2 separate regions of the Mus musculus genome follow, and region 2 is linked to region 1. A link is a contact called in public HiChIP or PLAC-seq data. All regions are on one chromosome and are shown on one strand. Each heading gives the region's core, a stretch centred on a gene start, on an enhancer-like site or on the middle of the called end of the contact. The rest is flanking DNA. Distances are from core to core; before and after follow the strand shown.

Evidence for each region. HiChIP or PLAC-seq counts read pairs in DNA pulled down with a chosen protein or histone mark.
Region 2: an H3K27ac HiChIP or PLAC-seq map of regulatory T cells shows a contact between it and region 1, with 8 times the contacts expected there. The contact joins two enhancer-like sites. A contact is called at or near these places in 1 of 484 Hi-C or Micro-C datasets (bone marrow-derived macrophages) and 2 of 115 datasets of contacts at active chromatin or transcription factors (regulatory T cells and thymic regulatory T cells).

Annotation. Positions count from the first base shown.
Region 1 is chr8:127,653,894-127,657,572 of GRCm38.p6, forward strand. No RefSeq gene overlaps it. Among named protein-coding and RNA genes, the nearest start is that of Gm32478, 25 kb to the left of the region's middle. Within about 2 kb of position 1,843, at least 6 of the 459 cell types and tissues checked have an H3K27ac peak or open chromatin away from gene starts, as enhancers often do. A contact at or near this core is called in regulatory T cells, where this site is marked.
Region 2 is chr8:128,516,299-128,519,977 of GRCm38.p6, forward strand. No RefSeq gene overlaps it. Among named protein-coding and RNA genes, the nearest start is that of Gm32643, 25 kb to the left of the region's middle. Within about 2 kb of position 1,628, at least 16 of the 459 cell types and tissues checked have an H3K27ac peak or open chromatin away from gene starts, as enhancers often do. A contact at or near this core is called in regulatory T cells, where this site is marked.

The sequences.
Region 1 (3,679 bases), core at 593-3,092:
TACTGAGTTCATCTAGTGCTGATTTTGTGTATTTGGTTTTAGGGCTGACCACTTGGGATCGGATAACCAACTAGAGGGCTCATCCCCAGAGAAGACTGACTCTACCTCTCTCCACAGATATTAATTGCTTCAGGCTCTTCATCTAGGGTGGGGCTTTGGGAGACTCCCTCTATCTACGCTGGCATGTCAACTGGTGTTGTCGTCCTCTTGTTGAGGCAACTCTATTGTTGAGATGTCAGGTACTGCTTCCTTGTTAGGTGTCCTGGTTCTCTGGCTCTAACAGACATTTTGCCCCTGCTTCTCGGATGCACCCTGAGCCTCATTCATATGGTTGTGCTATGGATGTTCTGATGGTTGAGCTTAATTGTCAACCTGACAGAGTTCGTAATCACCATGAAAACAAATTTCTGAGCATATCTGTGAGGGATCAGGGAGATTGGCTTAACTGAGGTAGGAAGACCCACCCTGGGCATCACCATCTCATGGGTTGGGGTCCTGAACTAAAGAGAGGGGAGACAGTGAGCTGAGAGCCAGCATTCATCACTCTCAGACTCCTGACTATAGATTCTCTGGGACCAGGTCTCTCGTACTCCTGCTGCCATGTCTTCCCCGTTGTGATGGGCTGTGATCCAGAATAACCCTTCCTTCCTTCCTTAAGTTGATTTTGTCAGCTATTTTTGTTACAGAAACAAAAAAAGTAACTAATACAATATTCATACACATAGACTATATATAACCTATATTCATATTAAAGTATAGATCACATAGTTTTGCATAAAATATATAATATAAGCCACATATATCATATATTCATATTTATACCAAATATAGATCATATTTATTCTGTTTATATATAATCTATATATAGTTATATATTCATAGATCATATTTATTCTGTTTATATATAGATAAACTATATCTTACATATTCATATATAACTATATATTGTAATTATATACATAAACCATATATACACATGAGCATGTGTGTGCACACATGTGCACTCATGTGCACATGTGCGCACACGCGCGTGCGCACACACACACACACACACATATATATTCCTCTCTGTAAAGTTTATCTCTCTTCCCCACAGTGTGTTATAGGATCTCTAACTTCCATTCACTTTCTTGTTTTAAGCTGTATATAAAGGTACCTTGTCCTAGGCTGATCTGTAGGCTGTCCCCTTTCCAGAGAGTCCTCCCCTACCCGCTCATATTCTAGAGGAAGGAACTCTGTTAGGGGAGCCGAAGAAAAGTGACAAAGCTGTTTGTGAGTGTCTGTGTCTCTGGAGGTTCATTTCTGTGAGCCCCAAGTGGCCTGGTGGGTTTCACCTGAAGCCTCTGCTGCTGGAAAAAATAAAACAGGAGAATTGTTTGAGCCCAGGACCTTGGGACCCAGCTGGACCACATAGCAAACTACTATCTCAAAACTAAGCAAAACATGAGACTGTAAAAGACAGAACTGGGAGCTTTGAGAGCCACACTCCTGGAAGTTTTGGAGGCTAGTAGTCTGGAGGGCATGGAAACCCCATCTCCCTGCATCTCTCACATATGTCCTTTGTAATACATCTCATGATAGATAAATGTGTTTCTGTGCGTTGTATGAGTGACTTAAATGAATGGAACCCGAAGCTGAAGTTGTAGGATCCAATCATAGCAGGCCGCGCAGAAGGATAGAAAACATGACCTGAGCTTCTCCAGGCCACCAGTGGTATAGGGAGCAGACTTGGACTTAATCCCCAGCCTGTGCTTCTTGATGTCACCTCCAGGAAGGTCAGAAGACCAGACTTGTGGTTACCACTGCTTGAAAACACCTTTTAAAGGAAAGGGGGATTCCCCACATGGTTCATCGCTGTGCTGTGGAAACAGAAAACCAGACATGACTCTAGAACACCTGTCATCCAGTCCTACACAAACCATTGGTTTTCCATAGACCCCTCTGTTGTCCAGGAAAGAAGGGTGAGTGTGAAGGGCGCTCTGTGTTCCTGTGGGAGGGAAAAGGAGTGGAGGCTGAGAAGCCCTCCTGGGGAGAGTAAGGGAGACTAAGCCTCAAAGGATGAACAGCTGACTCCAACACAGTATCTGTAAGATACAGTTGACATGTAATAGCTGCACAAACCCAGAGGTTCTGATGTATGTATACAGGTGTAAGGTCAGCAGAAGGGGCGATGCATACAACTCTCACCCTGAATTCACGATGCTGTTATATGGATACATAGCAATTTGTTTGTTTAGTCCTTTATGACCCCAGGTTTGGAATCTTATAAATACTACTGTAGCTGAGGCATTCATGGATAAGCCTTAAAAAAGAAGTGGATTTCCTTTCTCTCTTTTGAGCACTGGGATCAGATAAGCAGTAAAGTATTCCCAAGATTCTCTCTCAATGAGTCTCTACTTCAGAATCTTTAAAACCACGAAGTCTGCAGCCTGGCACACCGGTCACTCATGGGAGTGAGGCAGAAGGATTGCCAGTCTGAAGGCAAGCTGGGCTGCATTCTAGAATGTTGTCACAAAATGGAACAAAACAAAATAAACCTTTATAATCTGTTTTTTTTTTTTTGATTGGAGAGTTTATTATATCTATCCTTCGTCCTCAGACTCAGCTCTCAATAGTGGGATAGCAAACATGAAAGAAGATTATGTAACTGCTGGAGTAGGGCTGGGGAGATGGCTCAGTTGGTAAACTGCCTGCCTTGTGAACATGAGGCCTTAAGTTCCATCTCCATAACAGGCACAGTGATGCAAACCTGGAATCTCAGTGCTGGGGAGACAGAGATGAAGGACCTCTGGGACTTGTTGGACAGCCAGCCAAGCCTGACTGGGAGCTCTCAGTCCCAGTGCGAGATCCTAACTCAAAAATCAAGGTGGAGAAGGATGGAAGAAGATGCCTCCATATACCTCTAGCCTCTACCTGTACACATAAGTGCACACATGTACCAATACATGTATAAATGCAAACAGGTAGATCTCCTCACCCCAAATGGTGGAATTCTCTGAGCAGAGACACAGGGTGGGTCCACCCAGAAAACATTGTGATCTGATATGCCAATTTACAGCCGCCTGGTTTCCAAGCATTGATCTGGGGAGAGTGTACTCTCTTCTCACCCTCCTCCTTCAGCAGCCCTGGTTGTTCTCGTCAATCTCTCCATAGCTTTCTTGCTTCATCTGCAGAACTTTGGTTCTTTTTGGGTTTCTGTGTTTGTACCATGTGTTGCTCAGGGAATGGCTCTATGGGAAACAGGCTAACAGGAAATTAGAAAATTGAAAACTGATGTCAGCAGTCACACATACCCATGGTGAGAGAGCTCTGTGAGATTTGTTATTCAGCTCCCACAGACTATGCTGGACATGCTAGCAAGGAACTCAGCTGTCCTTCGGCAGTAAGAAAATGAGGTGTAGGACTCAGGAGCTGGACTCAACACCAGAAGCTGAGTGATAAAGCAGCCCTGTGGATCTTGCCATGCATGTTTTGTTGTTGTTTGTTTGTTTTAGTTTTGTTTTTGTTTTTTGTTTGTTTGAGTTTCCCATATCTGCCTTAGAAAGTTTCCATGTCCATGGAAATTCTCTACATTTCTTTTGGCCCAGACACTGACTATCCATGTTTGAATATATACAAGTATGCAGGCACATATGTGTGTGTGTCATGAAGGTCACAGGTCATTCTAGTTAGCCCTTTG
Region 2 (3,679 bases), core at 378-2,877, 860 kb after region 1:
TAGAAATGAGAAGGTGGAGGTAGGGACTTTGAGACTGAGCAGCCTCAGAAGTATATACAAAGACCATTGTTCATTTGATATGCAACGAATTCAAGTTCCTTAAACTTGCTTAGCCTCAGGTAACCCACCAATTTAAAAAGAACTACTTATGAAACCTGATAAAACATTCAGAAATTTGTTCAATGATTTTTTTCTTTAAAAACAAAACAACAAACAACCCCCCCCCAAAAAAACCCTCTGTATTTAAGTCAAAAGAACTGGACCCAAACTCTAATTCTGCTATATACATGATTTGAGATTGTTACAAAATTACCCCATGACCCTCAGGATAATAACTTCTACTATTAAAATTTATTTTCATCTATTACAGAGAAGATACTTTTGAATTTTTAGCAAAATTACCAAGGTCAAGTAGAAAAGTTAATTTGGGCCCTGCATGCTCCCATGTGTCTATGATCTCAGCACTTAGGAGGTAGAGTCAGAAGTTCAAGGTCATCCTCTGATACATACCAAATTAGAGCTTCTTGGGACCCTGTCACAAGAGAGAAAGGGAGAGGAGGAAAGGAAGGAAAGAGAAGGAGATGGAGGGAGGTAGAAAGAGTGGACGGGAAATTAATTCGATAGCAGTAGTCTCATCAGCTCCCACCCATAGGGGAAGTTCTTGCTCTGGGCTGGCTTGCTCCTTCACATCCTGCCTGCTATCTGCTGCTGCTCTCATAGTCTCCTACTGCTAGCACCAAAGCTCCCCTGTGCTCTGCAAGGTCTTTGCAGAGCTCCTTCATCCATCTTTCCACATTGGCCCCTCTGAGCATTAGACCACAGGTGCTGTCTGCAAGATCTTACTGTACTTTTTCACTGAGGGCACAGCTGTGAGGGCATATAGTAGGCTAGATATTCTCTTCTATTGCTTCTAGTGAGTTCTCTGTCTCTTTAAAGCCTCCTGTCTTCCCATGTCACATGATGCCACGCTCATAATAAGCAGCACCACCTACAAAGGGAACATAACATCTGTCCCCTATGAAACCACAGAAATGAGGATTGTTTAGTTTATCATTTGGGGTAAAGTGTGGGGAATGGGATGGTAAGAAGGCAAGAGAGAAATCATTAAAAAGCCATATCACTGTCAAACAACTTAAGATACACTTTCTAGAGCACAACCCTTTGAAGTCCATGAGCTATTTTCAACTGTGGAAACATTCTAGAGCACTTCTCTCCCCAGAAAACCTAAGACCCAGATAGTCCTGGTATTAGCCCTCTGCTGAGAACCAGTGCTGATTTTGCACACCTATACAATTCCAACTCCTGGTAAGGGTTAGAGGTAACGTAGTGTTGATCAGGTAACTAACATTGTAGAACTTGTCCTATGCTTGGTACTATTTTAAGTACTTCCTATGTATGCTTCTAATAGCACCTTCAGATAGGCAGGGCTTATTTTGACTCACCATTTGAGGAAATACATTACACAATGACAAAGAGAATATGGTTGGCTAAAGAAAGTGAGGCACCTGGTCACATTGTGTCTGGGAGTCGGGGGAGCAGAGAGTAGGCAGGACGTGAAGTGGGGCTATAAATCTGCCAGGTCTGCCTCCACTGACCCACTTCCTCCAGCAAGACTCCACCTCGGAGTCTACAACCTTCCAAACAGCACCATCATCTGGTGACCAAGTGTTCATACACATGAGCCAATGGGGATTCAGATAATGGTGCACACTTCATTGGTTTTCTTTACTTGTTTACTCACCATCTATTTTTGGAGAGTTGGAGGTTAAACTCAGGTCCTCATGATGTCAGCAAGTGTGCTGCCATGCAATCCCACTCCCTATGTGTACATAAGTTGATCCCTGGTATTGTAACTACTTGAAAACTATAAACCCAAGATGCAAGTAGGAAAACTGAGCTGGTCTAGAGATTGTGTAATGGAGGTAGGATTCAGAGTTAAGCCATCCAACTTCAAGGTCACAGAATTCACCTCCCTTAACTTGCTATCCTATTGACTCGTACATTTCCTGCTTCAGACCTGACAGTTCCAAACCAAAAAGTCCTCCAAGTTTTCGGTGCTCTGCCATTCATCTTTGTCTTGCTCTAACCAAGGGCCATGGGCTTGCATAAGGCAAGGAAAACTCTAGGTAATATCTATGGCTCACAACTATAGCCTAACTGGTTTCTCAAGTTATTTGTCCTGTATAAATTGTTTTTACCCAATACCCGTGATCTCTCTATAGAATGAGCTATTCCCAAGTTGCCTGTGGTACCAAATAGCTACAAAGATACTGGCAAAGAATTGGGGAGACAGCTGGGAGATAGTTCCATTGATAAAATGTTTGCCACTCAAATATAAGAACCTAACCTGGATCCCCAGCACCCACAGACGGACAGACAGACACACACACACACACACACACACACACACACACATACACATAGTAAGAGGGGGGTTGCAGATATGGCACTTGTAATTTCAGGGTTGGGGAGGCAGAGACAGATCTTTGGAGTTCACTGGTCAGCCAGTCTAGCCTATTGGTGATCTATGACAACCAAGATTGACTTCTGCAGTACACAGAGAAGGGAGAGACAGAGATAGAGAGACAGAGCAAGATAGACAGAGAGAGAGAGACAGAGAGGAAGGGAGACAGAGAGAGAGAGGGAGAGAGGGGGGGGCAGGCAGCAGGGGAAGGGGGCGAGATATTGCCTCTCTTAGAACTATAGTCAGATTGCTTCTCCTTCAATCTAGCTACAAGTAGTCCAGCTCAGCCTCTGAGTAGCATCAATACAGAGGCCTTGTAGGCTCAAGAAGCTTGGGAAAGACCCTTGACTCCACTCTGCATTTCGTCTCTATCCCTCCAAACAATCTCTATGCAAGTGAACATGACATTATTGCTCATCATCCTCTCCTTCTTAATCATCTTGATTGCCTTGTACCTTCATACCTGAAATTCCCGCATGCAGCCAGGCCTTCTCTCCTTCCTGACTGTGACAGTGTGTCACCATGGAACTGTTTCTGCCTCTCTGATCACCTCCATGTTCTCAGTAGAGCACCCTCTGTACACTGATCTTATTGTTAAATATTGATAGCAGTCTTCTCCCTTTGTGCTTACTCGATTGTTCCATTATTGGTACATATGTAGTGATTATTTGGTTTTGCCTTTCCAGCCTGTCTAATCAGGGTGAGCTGATGCTCCATGTTTAAGCTTCCATCCAAGCAGGGCTGGACTGCACTCTGATGTCTGCTCTGAAGAACTCTGTGGTACTTACTCAGCACTGCCAGTAGGGGTCACAAGGGCATTTCCCCTGGGGTTAGGAGGCTTGTAGTAAGTAACAAGACAAAGTTCCCTCAAGAGGACTCCCTAAATGTCACCAATTAAAGAAATGGCAGGTGACCAGTGTGTGTGTGAGAGGTGATCCTGAAATTTTTGTGTCTGTCTGGGGAGTTACCTCAAGTGTTCTGACAAGAATAGCCATCCCTACAGGGAATATGCTATTCAAAATCAATAGACAATTCATTTTTTTCTCTCTGTGAGTGAATTACAGAGTAGACAGTTGGATTTCAGCTTGGTCCAAGTCAGTGTCATCTGGCAACTTGACCCTCCTTTGAAGCTCCTGTTATCATTGTCACTGTGTTATGCTTTTTGACTGATGACACCTGAATTAATCTCTCCCTTCCTGCTCCCTCCCCTCCTTG